Linked DNA regions of Hordeum vulgare: region 1 is linked to region 2. A link is a contact called in public Hi-C data. All regions are on one chromosome and are shown on one strand. The core of a region is the stretch at or near the end of the contact, and the rest is flanking DNA. Distances in the headings are between cores, read along the strand shown. Region 1 holds the start of LOC123426286 (transcription factor PHYTOCHROME INTERACTING FACTOR-LIKE 13-like). Region 2 holds the start of LOC123426285.

Region 1 (6,065 bases), core at 2,133-4,632, 440 kb after region 2:
AAGTGCACAAGTTGTGTCATTGTGCAGATCCTGGCTCCAACAATGTCATCTCCAGATCTGCAGCATATCGGCACAATCATCTTTTGTTGTCCCTGTCAAAGCCCCAAGTTCATCTCCCATGGACCAAATCCTTCCATAAATAGAAAGGTGGTGCTCAAGACTATTCTTCGGATAAGAATAGTATCTGCTATCCGCAATTCCGCATGATCTCGGGCCCATACGTGTTGGTTGCTTAGTGGTGCCACCAAGGCTCAATGTTGCATGATCTGCCCCTGGCCTTACAGCACAGAGTGTCTTGGTACCATATCTCTTCTCTTCTATGACTAGTTTGCTCTGACCTCCTGTATCCAACCCCCCTGGTTGGTCATTACACAAAAATTTCAGCAACATGTCAAAGATGATAAGTTAAAGAAAGTGTTAAACTTAGCATCGTAATCAGTATTTTATTGCTTCCTGGGAATACCTGCGAGTTATATATGCCAGGTGATATTCTGGCCGTTCGTTAGGGATGTGAAGGACATGTCTGAGTTTCCTTGGCATCTTATATTATCATATAGATAGATGGCCAATCTAAAAAATAAAGTATAGAGCTTGATTAGTATACAAGGCCATAGACGCCCTGGGTTATGCGAACTAGTATTCCCTCCGTTCCAAATTAATTGAAGTTCTAGGGTTGTCCTATGGAAAAATCTGCTAAGATCTACAAAATCAAATAAAATATATTTTATATAGATTATACTGATACTAATTTGGCGTTGATTTATTTGTTCTATAAACTTGGTAAAACTTAAAGACGTTTTTACTTAGGACAAACATAGAACTTCAACTAATTTGAAACAGGAGTATATCATAAGCCTCCACATGAAGATATACTAAACCAAAGAACTTGATTAGTATATAAGGTTCTATTGGTCCTGGGTTATCTGAAACTAGTACCGTATATCATTAGCCTCTACATCGGCCCAATGATCCTGTCTCAATGACGATAATTCTGGGCAATAACACTATGCATAAATTGCTTGTTGGGATAGCATCAAGGATCTGATCTGGCTATTACTAGTAGTATTTTCACTCGTTGCTGATCTCATGCAAGTAATTGTTGCATTCCTTGTCCTGTCTGCATCAAGAGAGCGATGCTCAACCCAATTGCTTGTGAGCTAGTGGGGCTTGTTTTTCTAATCTGACAAAAAAGTCTATTGAATGTAGCAGCGAAAGAGTGAAACGGATGCACAACCGCCACGATCAGAGTTAATCTACTGATTGGACAGGACCCGGAAGGTGCCAAAGGGGAACAAAATATCAAGAACCGATCCATCCGGCGACCGCAATTTGGTAGCTTCCACACTAAGTGGCTACGCTTAAGCGCAGGAAATAATGATAGCATGTACTCCCTCCGTCCCAAAATCAAATTTGAACTAAAAGCACGACGTTTGTTTTGCAGGAAATTGGAGTTTCAGTTTACTGATAGCAAACTTTGTATTGCTGGGAGATTCATCTACTGATATATACATGTCTATTGAAGTTTTAGTTCATCGGTAACAAAATTTATTACGTGAAAATAAGATAAGAAAAATAACTTTACACTGACCAGTAAATCATCTTGCTTGAAACTGCCTGGCCTTATTTTCCCGTTCCGTCAGCAAAAGATGGCGGGCAGGGTCCTGAAGCTGGCATGTCTATGCTAGGCAGTAACTGATGATTCTGGTTTTGTTGTGCCTTTTGAGATGCATAGGGCAACATACCCGGAAGCTGTGAGGAATCGACAGCGTAAGCTAACAGGAGTAAAAGTCTGATAGATCAGGAGGAGATCAACTGTGTCGTAATAACCTGAGATGCCGCTGTTAGCGTGTCGTCTGGATGCAGGAAAGGGTTTCTTGGCTCACCACAGACACCATTGTTTTGCATCTGGTTTGCCACATCGAGGGAATCGATAGCTGGAGATTGGACCTGAGGCATTTGATCGGGGAGATGATTGTTCATAAACGGTGCTACCCTTTTTTGCAGCTGGCTAAGGCTCTGCGCCGTGGGAATGCACGCTGAGTTCAAGCCCACGGCCATCGGCGACATGAGTTGGTGAGCACCAGGGTACATCATGGGCGTCATCCCAGTAGTCATCCACATGATCTGAACCCAAACCAACACTGTCAGTCGAGTACCGTGTTTGACTGAGGAAGAACCACCGTCTTTTTACATACGAAGAGAAATTAGAAATTCAGGGTGTGATTTTGAATTTTGAACCTGAACTTGCAGTTGCAGAGACTTCAAGTACTCGATTGCTTCGTCTAGAATGGACGCCTTGTCGCTCTGCAATTATTTTTCATCTAGGGTCAATCATCCACACCAAAGTACAAACGTAACAATGATTCAAGAACACAATTACTAATGCGGAATCTTCTCGAAGAAGAAGAAGTATGCATACAGTTTCTTTGGTACCTTGTTGCAATGGGGTACGAGTTCTTGCAATGCTTTCATCTTTTCGTTGATCCGATCCCTTCTTCTCTGCAAGACAGAAATATTACAACAGATCAGCAACACTCGTTTGCAACAGATCAACACTGGAATGGAATGGGTGGGTCGTCAGGGCTTTTACCCGCTCTGATTGGTTATGGACCTCGGCAGCACGAGTCCTGCGCTTCGCTGCCGGCCGCTGCGGCCGGGTCTCATTGACGGCCTCACAGTCGTCGGTATCCAGTTCGTCCTCTCGGCGGCTATCCAGTTGGTCCCTCCCCCTCTTGAACAGTAGCGCTTGGCCTCCCGCTGCGGACGAGCCCGGCGATGGCAGCAGCGCCGGCGCCGTCACCGCGTTGCTCCCGCAGAAGCTCGTCCCGGCGCCGCCGCTCCCCGCCACGAGCGCGCCCGCATCCCCGTCGGCGACGCCGTGCCAGAGGTGCGAGTACAGGTCCCTGCCGCCGCCGCCGTCCGGGATCAACCACGCGGTCGCGTCCTCCGCGGTGACGCCGCTCGCCGCGCCGCTCTGGGAACACCGGCGGTGCGGCGTCTGCGCCTGCGCCTGCGCTACGATGGCTCCGTTCTGCCACAGCAGCTCCACGAGGTCGCCGCCCGCCTCCCGCAGTCTGCGCCACGAGAAGGCTCTCACAAGGAACAAGAAGCACAGACACAAGAAACGAATCAATTGGTGAGAGAAGCTCGTAAATTACGGGAGGTGCCTCTTGTGGTTGGGCGGCGGTGTTGCGCCGTCGTCCATGATCCTGGAACCGATCGAGCTGACGGGCCTCTCCACTTGAGCAGAAACCGGCGGAGAGCGAAGCTGTGTGCCAGAGCTGTGGACTGTCTAGCTGGGTTCGATTTTCTCGGGAATAATAAAAGGACGAGAGAAGAGAAGAGGAGAGAAGAGTTGTGCGGCATTCGTATGGAGGGGGAGGATCCGTTGACATCGCTGTCCGCCCTGTGAGTGAGTGTGACTGTGAATCGGCGGCAGGGGCAGCCACCAAGAAAAATACTTGCTCCCTGACTGTGCGGAGATTGAACATGAAAATCCAAATTCAGTAAGTAGAAAAATACTGAAATAGTAGTAACGTAGAGTTTTTTTTAGAAAAAGTAACACCTGCGAAAATGTACCCGATTATCTTGCGTGGTGTTTCGTGGCTATACGTGGAACAACCCATGCTCAACGTGTGGTATTCCTCTTTCAATAAAAAATGCTTTTATATTAGGGAAACGTTTTCCACGAGCGCCGGCCGAACATTTGGCCGGACGCACGCGATCCATACGATCTTCTCTCATCCTGGCAGAACGATTCTCCCGTGTGGTGGGGCGCAGGACCGAGGGGGGCCACCATCTGCGCGTCCCTGTGCTGCTGTCGACGACATCGCCGATCCCTACCCCCCCTCGATCGCCCGCATCGCCAGTTCCTGCCCCCGTCGGCCGCCTGCATCGTCAGATCTAGCCTCCGCCTATCGTCCTCGTCGCGTGCCGTCATAGTCGGGCCGCGCGTATTCAAGTGTTGCAAACGTCGCCTAAAATTGCTTCAATGGCTATTTGAAAAAGCTTCAAACCGACATGAAAAAGCTTCAACCAGGCATATAAAAAAGCTGCAAGCGGTCATTGCCATGGCGAAAATCCTACAAGCGTTGACATAAAATGCTACGACCGTTGACATAAAATGCTACAACCGTTGATGAAAAAAGTTGCAACCAGACATATAAAAAGCTGCTAGCGGTCATTGCCATGGCAGAATGCTACAAACCTTTGACATAAAATGCTATAACCGTTGATGAAAAAAGCTGCAACGGGCGGCCGGTAAGGTGCTCGCGTTTGTTGGCTCTGCAAGGACGGCGACCGGCGACGAGGACGTCCGGCGAGAGGGGGCGACGGGAAAAGGACCCCTCGACCGTCGGGAGGCAGGGGGAGACGGGAGTGGTGGGGAGCGCCGCTGCGCGTTGGACGAGGATGGCCGGTGAGGCGCTCGCATTCGTGGCTCGAGGTTGAGGACGAGAGAGGAGATCTGACGGTCAAGGGATCCCCAATCTGACGGCTGCACTGCGACCGGCGCGAGCGTTCGGGCCGGTGCGTCGGCGCCCAGTACTGCCCTTTATATTAACTTAAAAAATAGTATTCCAGTTTCTAAATATAACTCATTTTAAATTTTTAATGTAAACTACATATGAATGTATATGAATATATTTTAGAATGTAGATTTAGTCATTTTACTTTGTATGTAGTTTTAAAAAGCTTATATTTAGGAACGGAGAAAATATTATCAAGCGGCTACAATCATGATATGGACAACACCCTACTTGTGCAACACCCTACTTGTGCATATCTACCATGCACACAGCCAAAACATGAACTAACTAACAAAATGAAAATAGAAAACTCACATATCGACAACGGTAAAGTCCTGCTGACGCTATGTCCATGTCGAGAGAGGAGTCGATGTAGAGTGACAATAACCATGTGCGGAGGTCGCAAGAGGAGTCATAAAAGATCAACCACCACGACCGTTTGTAGAAGTTGGTGTAGAGCGACCAGATGCAGTCTCATGGTCCACATCTTGAGGGAAGGGGAGGGGAGGTGTTGGGGAACGTTGCATGAGAAACAAAAAAAATCATACACACACGCAATACGTATCCATGGTGTTGATCATCTACGAGAGGGGAGAGTGAATCTACATACCCTTGTAGATCGCTAAGCGGAAGCGTATATAACGTGGTTGATGTAGTTGATAGAGGCGAAGTTGTCTGTGTCTTTCGATGAGATCGTGGGTATCGTTTTGGGTAGAGTCGACTTTGACGATCTCACTACGAACGTGTGAGAACGTCGCGTCTTAGCAATCGCTAAACCAACTTCGAGAGGTTATTGACCACGCCGGAGCACGATCAACCTGACCACGAAGGTCTGTTTCCTGCACGCAAACGAAGAACAAGCAAGAAACTAAGATGCAATCAAGATATTGTGAATATAAGAGGAAAGCTTTATTGATGAAGGTGGGGTTCTGTGACGCCTTTGTCTGGTCGTAGAACACAAACGAAGAACGTGAAGTTGCAGCTATGGTGAACTTGTAATCTAAACAAAACCCAAGTCTAAACGGTGCCCTAAGGGTTGTATATTAAGGACAGTAAAACCGCACCACATTCCAGCTCTCTCACGCATTCATGTTCTTGACCGTCAGATTTCGTTGATAGACTGTTGCTGGTCGTCCGATGCGCCTTCCCTCGTGTGTGGGCTGCTCTTGGGCCGACTGTCCTATGGGCAGCTACTCCCGAAACTAAATCGAGGCCCTCTCGTTCACCTGTACCCTGCAACGTCCGATCCATGATGAACGACCATCCAGTATTTTCTCCCATTCCCTATCCGACCGCTCCTCTCTCTCGTTCCCCAATCTCTCCTCTCTCGCACTACGTACGTTGCGCCGCCACCGTTGTTGGATCGCCGCCTTCTTCTACGCCTACCCTCTACTGCCATCCTTCCCCTCTCTTCCCTAAAGGCGCAGCAGGGAGCATCTTTTTCTTGAGCCGGCGACAAGCTCCATCCCAGATCGGTGGCGCACTACACCTTTGAAGCATGTGTCCGATTTTTCAAGACATATCTGGAGTCCTTGGGAG
Region 2 (5,986 bases), core at 214-2,713:
AAGACCATATACATCAGCGTTGGACGCTAGTTCAAGGGCTACTGAGGGAGTCCGGGATTAAGGGGTCCTCGAATGGTCGGAACGTTTCTCTTAGGCCGACCTAGCGGGCCGCATTATTGAAGATCGGACTGCATGACAACCTCGTGGACAAGTAGGAAGGCTCCAAAGATTGGCATGTCGTCCAAGTTGAGTAGGTTAGATCGGCACATCTCCCCTGGCTGAGGTTGGTTGTATGTAACCCTAGGGACCCCTAGTATCTATATAAACCAGAGGGTTTCCTCCGCATAGGCAAGTTGATTCATCTAGGGTTTTAGCTCATACGATCTCGAGGTAGATCAACTCTGTAATCCTCATACACCATCAATATAATCAAGCAGGACGTAGAGTTTTGCCTCCTCAAGAGGGCCCAAACCTGGGTAAATATTGTCTCCTTCGTCTCCTGCAACCCATCGATCCAAGGTCCTCAGTTCGGGACCCCTACCCGAGATCCGCTGGTTTTGACACCGACAACGATCTATAAACTCGATGGTTTTATGCAACTCTGAAGCTGCTTTGCCGTGCCTAGGACCAAGCTGCCATTGACATGATCACTGCTGGCTTCAGGTCATTGTCGCTGCATCTCCTTCCGCGCTCCCACCTCCCCCACTGGACCCGGATTAGCTCTACGGAGCCCTGTCGCGGATTGTTTAACTTTCTTATTTCTTTGGGCTTGTTAAGTTGTGCCCTCAGCAGAACCTACTTGTGGACTCTTGCGTGTGTGTTGATGCTGCGCGTATGTGGGTGCTTGGCTGCTACCCTTGTATCGAACTTATCTTGCTTGTGAGGGTTGCTTTTTCTATAAAAAGGAGCGAAAGACTTTTTCAATAAAATGAGGGCTGCTGTTGAAGACGCTTTTAGTGTGCCTTTTTTATGGATTTTTTACGGGACCTTTTTCTATGATTGATACATCACGTGCTCCCGAGACATGCGGCAATGCCACCTGCCCAACTATTTTGTTAGTTCGGTGGTAAACATTTTTTGGGGTGGGGTGCTGAGTCAAAAATGATTTCAACATGTTTAATGTATATTTGATTTTGGGGCATGTCTATTTCTTTTAGATAATGTGATAAGTTTGTATTGATGGTTTTTCCTTTTCTTTTGGGGAATCATTTGATGGGGTTTAGGAGACAGATTTCTTTTGTATTTTTTCTTAGATAGATGTCTTTTGTATTATTTTTTGAGACAGATGTCTTTTGTATTTCTTAGGCTGTGCTACCTCGTCTGTACACTGTAGGGGTAGCCCGGCCCAAACAGAGTCAGAACAGTGATGCAATGTTCGGCCCAGATAGATTGAGAACAGTGATGCAATGCTCGGCCCAAACAGACTTAGAACAGTGATGCAATTCTGGGCCTAAACTCGAATACGAAAGGGATGGGTTGAATCTTGGATATTTTTGTACTGAACCAATCTTGGATATTAAGATCAGGTCTTGGATAAGACGAGTTGGAATTGTGAAGTGGCTCAAGGCTTGAGGCATCCGGCATTTGAGACCAAACCAGAGTATTCTTTCTCCATAGCAGCCGACGCTGCTCATGCCCGAGCCCCACCAAATCCACCAACCCCCGCCCCCAACCGATCCAAACCCTGTTGCCTCCACGGCTGCAAATGCCCGGCGCAATCCGGTACCATTTCTTGCCATTCTCCGTGCGGAAGGAACGAGACAAGTTCTTCCTCTGATTTCTTGCTTGTCTTCTTCCTTGTTGTTGAGGCCCCGTTGCCGCTGCCGTTGCCGGAGATTGCGGTGCCGCCGGTGCAGCCGAAGATGATCATAAAGGGGATGCTGGGCCGGTACGAGCGGTGGAACCCTGTGCACCCGACGGCGGGCGCCTTCTGGGGCGTCGGGCTGGGGTTCGGCTGCGGCGTCGGGTGGGGCCCGGGGTTTGGACCCGAGGTCATCGGCTACGTCGGCGCCGGATGCGGCGTCGGATTCAGCGTCGGCATCACGCTCGCCGGTGTCGGCGTCGGGCTGCCACAGCACGGCATCATCAAGAACCACTACCACGGCGGCGGTATGCTCTTCTGCTCGCACAACAAGTGTCCTATTCTCATTCTTAGATGGTTGGGGAACAGAAAAGCTTCACATGGAGTTGTCTTATCAAGCACTCAAACTATCTTGTGGTGTTTGGTTTCTTAAAAACTGAATTTCAACTGGTGCAGTGATGAACTAATGTACTCCCTCCGTTCCTAAATATAAGACCTTTTAGAGATTGCACTGTGTACTACATACGAATGTACATAGACATATTTTAGACTATAGATTCACTCATTTTGCTCCGTATGTAGTCTTCTAGTGAAATCTCTAAAAGGTCTTATATTTTGGAACGGAGGGAGTAGAACATAACCAACCGCTCCTTGGTGTTGAGAAGTGTTGGATATACTTTTCTTTTCCTGAGAAATGGATATACTTTAATGATGCCTTTATCCGTGTTGGTGTATGGGATTGTATCCGACTTGAATGCTTGTCTGCCACAGGCTTATGCACCCAGTTGCTACTCTTTAACACTAGAATATGACACTTTGAACAACATGCTTGTTTCCGATTTGTAGGTTTTGCAAACAATGTCCCATTCGAATCAGCAAGGTTTTATACCTTGACCTTGCTAAGAGGTATGCTATGGGATGCCATCAATTATGTGAGCAACGCCGCAGCTATGAGGAAAGAATCTCGGCAGAAGCTTTTAAGATGTCAGGAGAAACCTCAAGTTTCAGGAGGAGTTGATCTGCCCAAGCTGGGGAAAGGCATGTCCAGCAGCTTCCGATCGACGATGGAGTGTATCAAGGCCTTCACAAACCAGAATTGGCCTCCATAGCAGCCCCTAAGTAAATTGAAGATTGCAACCGAGCTTTGTGTGCAAACTACCCACCTGGGATCATAGCCTGGATAGTAGTACCCCTTTCCGGGTGGCAATGGGGTATCGGATGCAGGTGGCTCGTATCTCGTCCACGACAGGGTTAACGTCCCTTCTAAAGGAAAAAAAAATAAGAACCTGTACTTTGTGAGTAAGAACCCCCATGGCACACATAGATACATTATACATATTTCTTCGGAATTAGTTTTTGGCATGAGCAAGTTTAATTTTTTACAGTTATAAGGGAAACAACTCCAGCTGAAGAACATGTTAGCTTGTAATCTTGCTAGTGATTTTTGTTGAATAATCACCCAGTCGATGTGTAACTATAACAATATGCTGTTCATCCAAGCTCGTTGCAAAATCTTGTATTGTGAAATGAAACTCCATTCAATTTGTACTTGGCTCAGACCTCAGAGCCGCAGTGCTAGACTTAATTTCAAGATCTCTTGTCTGTGGTGCCACTCGTCGTATTTTCATTACGTAAACATTACCACTCATTGTATTTGCCGCTCCTTTCGAAGAGTGTTGATGGTAGTGTAAATGGCAGAAAATTTCGATGATCGTATCCGTGTACCGTTTGATCTTACACCTTGCGTTTTCTTCCTGAGTTTGGAGGCTTGGGCAATGAGGCACGTTTTGCTCATAGCCGGACCTTGTGATACTTCACCCACCAGGGGCCTGTTTAGTAGTTACATTGATTTTTGGCTACTTGCATTTGTGGCCAATTTGGGACCGGCTGAGCTAATGCAGGGCAAAAATCATGTGGTGCACATCGTTTGGTACTTTGCATTGCACCACTAAGCACTTGCATGCCTCACATTTGGTTGCCATGCAGTTTGGGTTGGTACTTTGCATTGCACCACTAAGCACTTGCATGCCTCACATTTGGTTGCCATGCAGTTCGGGTTTAAGGCTGTGAATGTGCAAAACATGACATTTGGTGTGATGTTTGGTACTTTGCATTGCACCACTAAGCACTTGCATGCCTCACATTTGGTTGCCACGCAGTTCGGGTTTAAGGCTATGAATGTGCAAAACATGACATTTGATGTGATGTTTGGTACTTTGCATGGCACCACTGGTCACTTGCATGCCTCACATTTGGTTGCCATGCAGTTCGGGTCGGGTTTAAGGCTGTGAATGTGCAAAGCATGACATTTGGTGTGATGTTTGGTACTCCTACTTTGCATTGCACCACTCAGCACTTGCATGCCTCACATTTGGTTGCCATGCAGTTCGGGTTTAAGGCTGTGAACGTGCAAAACATGACATTTGGTGTGATGTTCCATACTGCAGTGCGTAGTGTTGTGTATAGTGAGAAGAGTGACACATTTAAGACTGTGAATGTGCAAAACATGACATTTGGTGTGATCTTCGATACTGTAGTGTGTAGTAAGGACACCAATAGTGTTGTGTGTAGTGAGAAGAGGCGAGCACATCATATGCATTAGGAAATAGAATGTTTGCATCAGGAGCCGACCCTTCCCAGCGAGCCACCACACAGCTAAACTTTAGATCAAAGTCAACAGCAACCATCACATTTTGACTTGTGTAGTGCTTTCTACACTTGTATGTTGCAGCAGGTGCCGTAGGTAGTGTTGGGGTTAAAGTTAATGATGACATAGGTCATTATTTTTAAACACATAAGGGATTGAGACAGAGAGATTCCATGTCTCTAGTGTTGTTCAACATAGTAGCGGATATGTTGGCAGTATTTATTGGCCGGGTTAAAGAGAATAGTCAAGTAGGAGGACTTGGCCCACACCTTGTAGAGGGGGGAGTGTCCATACTACAATACGCGGATGACACAATCAAATTCATGGAAAACGATGTCGCAAAAGCTAGGAATATGAAGCTTGTGCTTTGCCTATTTGAACAATTTTCTGGACTAAAAATAAATTTTGACAAAAGCGAATTGTTTTATTTTGGGAGAGCAAAATAGGAACGAGATGCTTACATGAAACTATTCGGATGTGAAACGGGATCATTGTTGTTTAGTTACCTAGGGATTCCCATTCATTATAGAAGATTGACAAATAGGGAATGGAAATGCATTGAAGATAGATTCGAAAAAAGACTAAGTTGCTGGAAGAGCAAGCTTATGTCTTATGGAGGCCGACTTGTGTTGATAAACTCGGTTTTGTCAAGCCTGCCAATGTTTCTTCTATCTTTCTTTGAAGTACCGGTAGATGTACGAAAAAGACTATACTTTTATCAATCTTGTTTATTCTCGCAATGTGATGAGGCTAAGAAGAAATACAGATTGGCAAGGTGGGATATTATTTGCAGACCCAAAGACCAAAGGGGTCTAGGCATTGAGAATTTATAAGTAAATAATAGATCCTGCTTAGCAAATGGCTATACACGTTATCTACTGAGACAGACGGGGTGTGGGTACAAATCTTGAGGAACAAGTAGTTACAATCAAAGACTTTTGCCCAGGTTGCGACTAGACCTAATGACTCACCCTTTTGGAAGGGGCTAATGAAGACGAAGGTAACCTTCTTCGAGTGGGTGAAGTTTTTAGTTGACAATGGTACCACGACCAGATTCTGGGAGGACACATGGCTTGGGGAAACGCCTCTAGCTCTACAATATCTTACGTTATATAATATTGCACAATGTAAGGACGATTACATTGCTACAATATTTCAGTCGGTACCTCTTAATATCCAATTCAGGAGATCTCTAGTGGGAGAGCGCTAGAATTCTGGTTGCATTTGGTGAGACGATTGATGGATATTCAACTCTGTGACAAGTCAGATAATATTAATTGGAAATTAGCTATGAATGGTATTTTTTAGTGAAGTTGATGTACGTGGATCTTATTAACTATGGGCCTCTATCGAGATCATGACATATTTGGAAGACTGAAGTCCCACTTAGAATTAAAAATTTCATGTGGTTTGTACACAAGGGAGTTGTACTAACCAAAGATAATTTGATAAAATGAATGTAGATTATAATATTGTAGCCTAATTTTGGTTTCGCTGGATGTGGCAGCTTTTATTTATTTATGCACTTAGTTTATGCTCTAATCATGAGCAAATTATGGATCTAAGACTTTGTTCGTGAAATAATTTAATAATATGGC

Evidence for each region. Hi-C and Micro-C count contacts between places; a contact is called where the count stands out from the background.
Region 1: a Hi-C map of seedling shows a contact between it and region 2, with 3 times the contacts expected there. The contact joins the promoter of LOC123426286 here to the promoter of LOC123426285 in region 2. A contact is called at or near these places in 2 of 6 Hi-C or Micro-C datasets (leaf and seedling).

Annotation. Positions count from the first base shown.
Region 1 is chr2H:358,529,710-358,535,774 of MorexV3_pseudomolecules_assembly, forward strand. It overlaps LOC123426286 (transcription factor PHYTOCHROME INTERACTING FACTOR-LIKE 13-like), which reads right to left and starts at 3,383. Exons shown (of 7, transcript XM_045110085.1): 1 at 3,159-3,383; 2 at 2,591-3,074; 3 at 2,434-2,499; 4 at 2,239-2,304; 5 at 1,828-2,124; 6 at 1,589-1,749; 7 at 1-356. The coding sequence starts at 3,205. The coding sequence ends at 1,621.
Region 2 is chr2H:358,096,625-358,102,610 of MorexV3_pseudomolecules_assembly, forward strand. LOC123426285 reads left to right here and starts at 1,464. Exons shown (of 3, transcript XM_045110083.1): 1 at 1,464-1,662; 2 at 1,749-2,049; 3 at 2,588-3,289. The coding sequence starts at 1,573. The coding sequence ends at 2,850.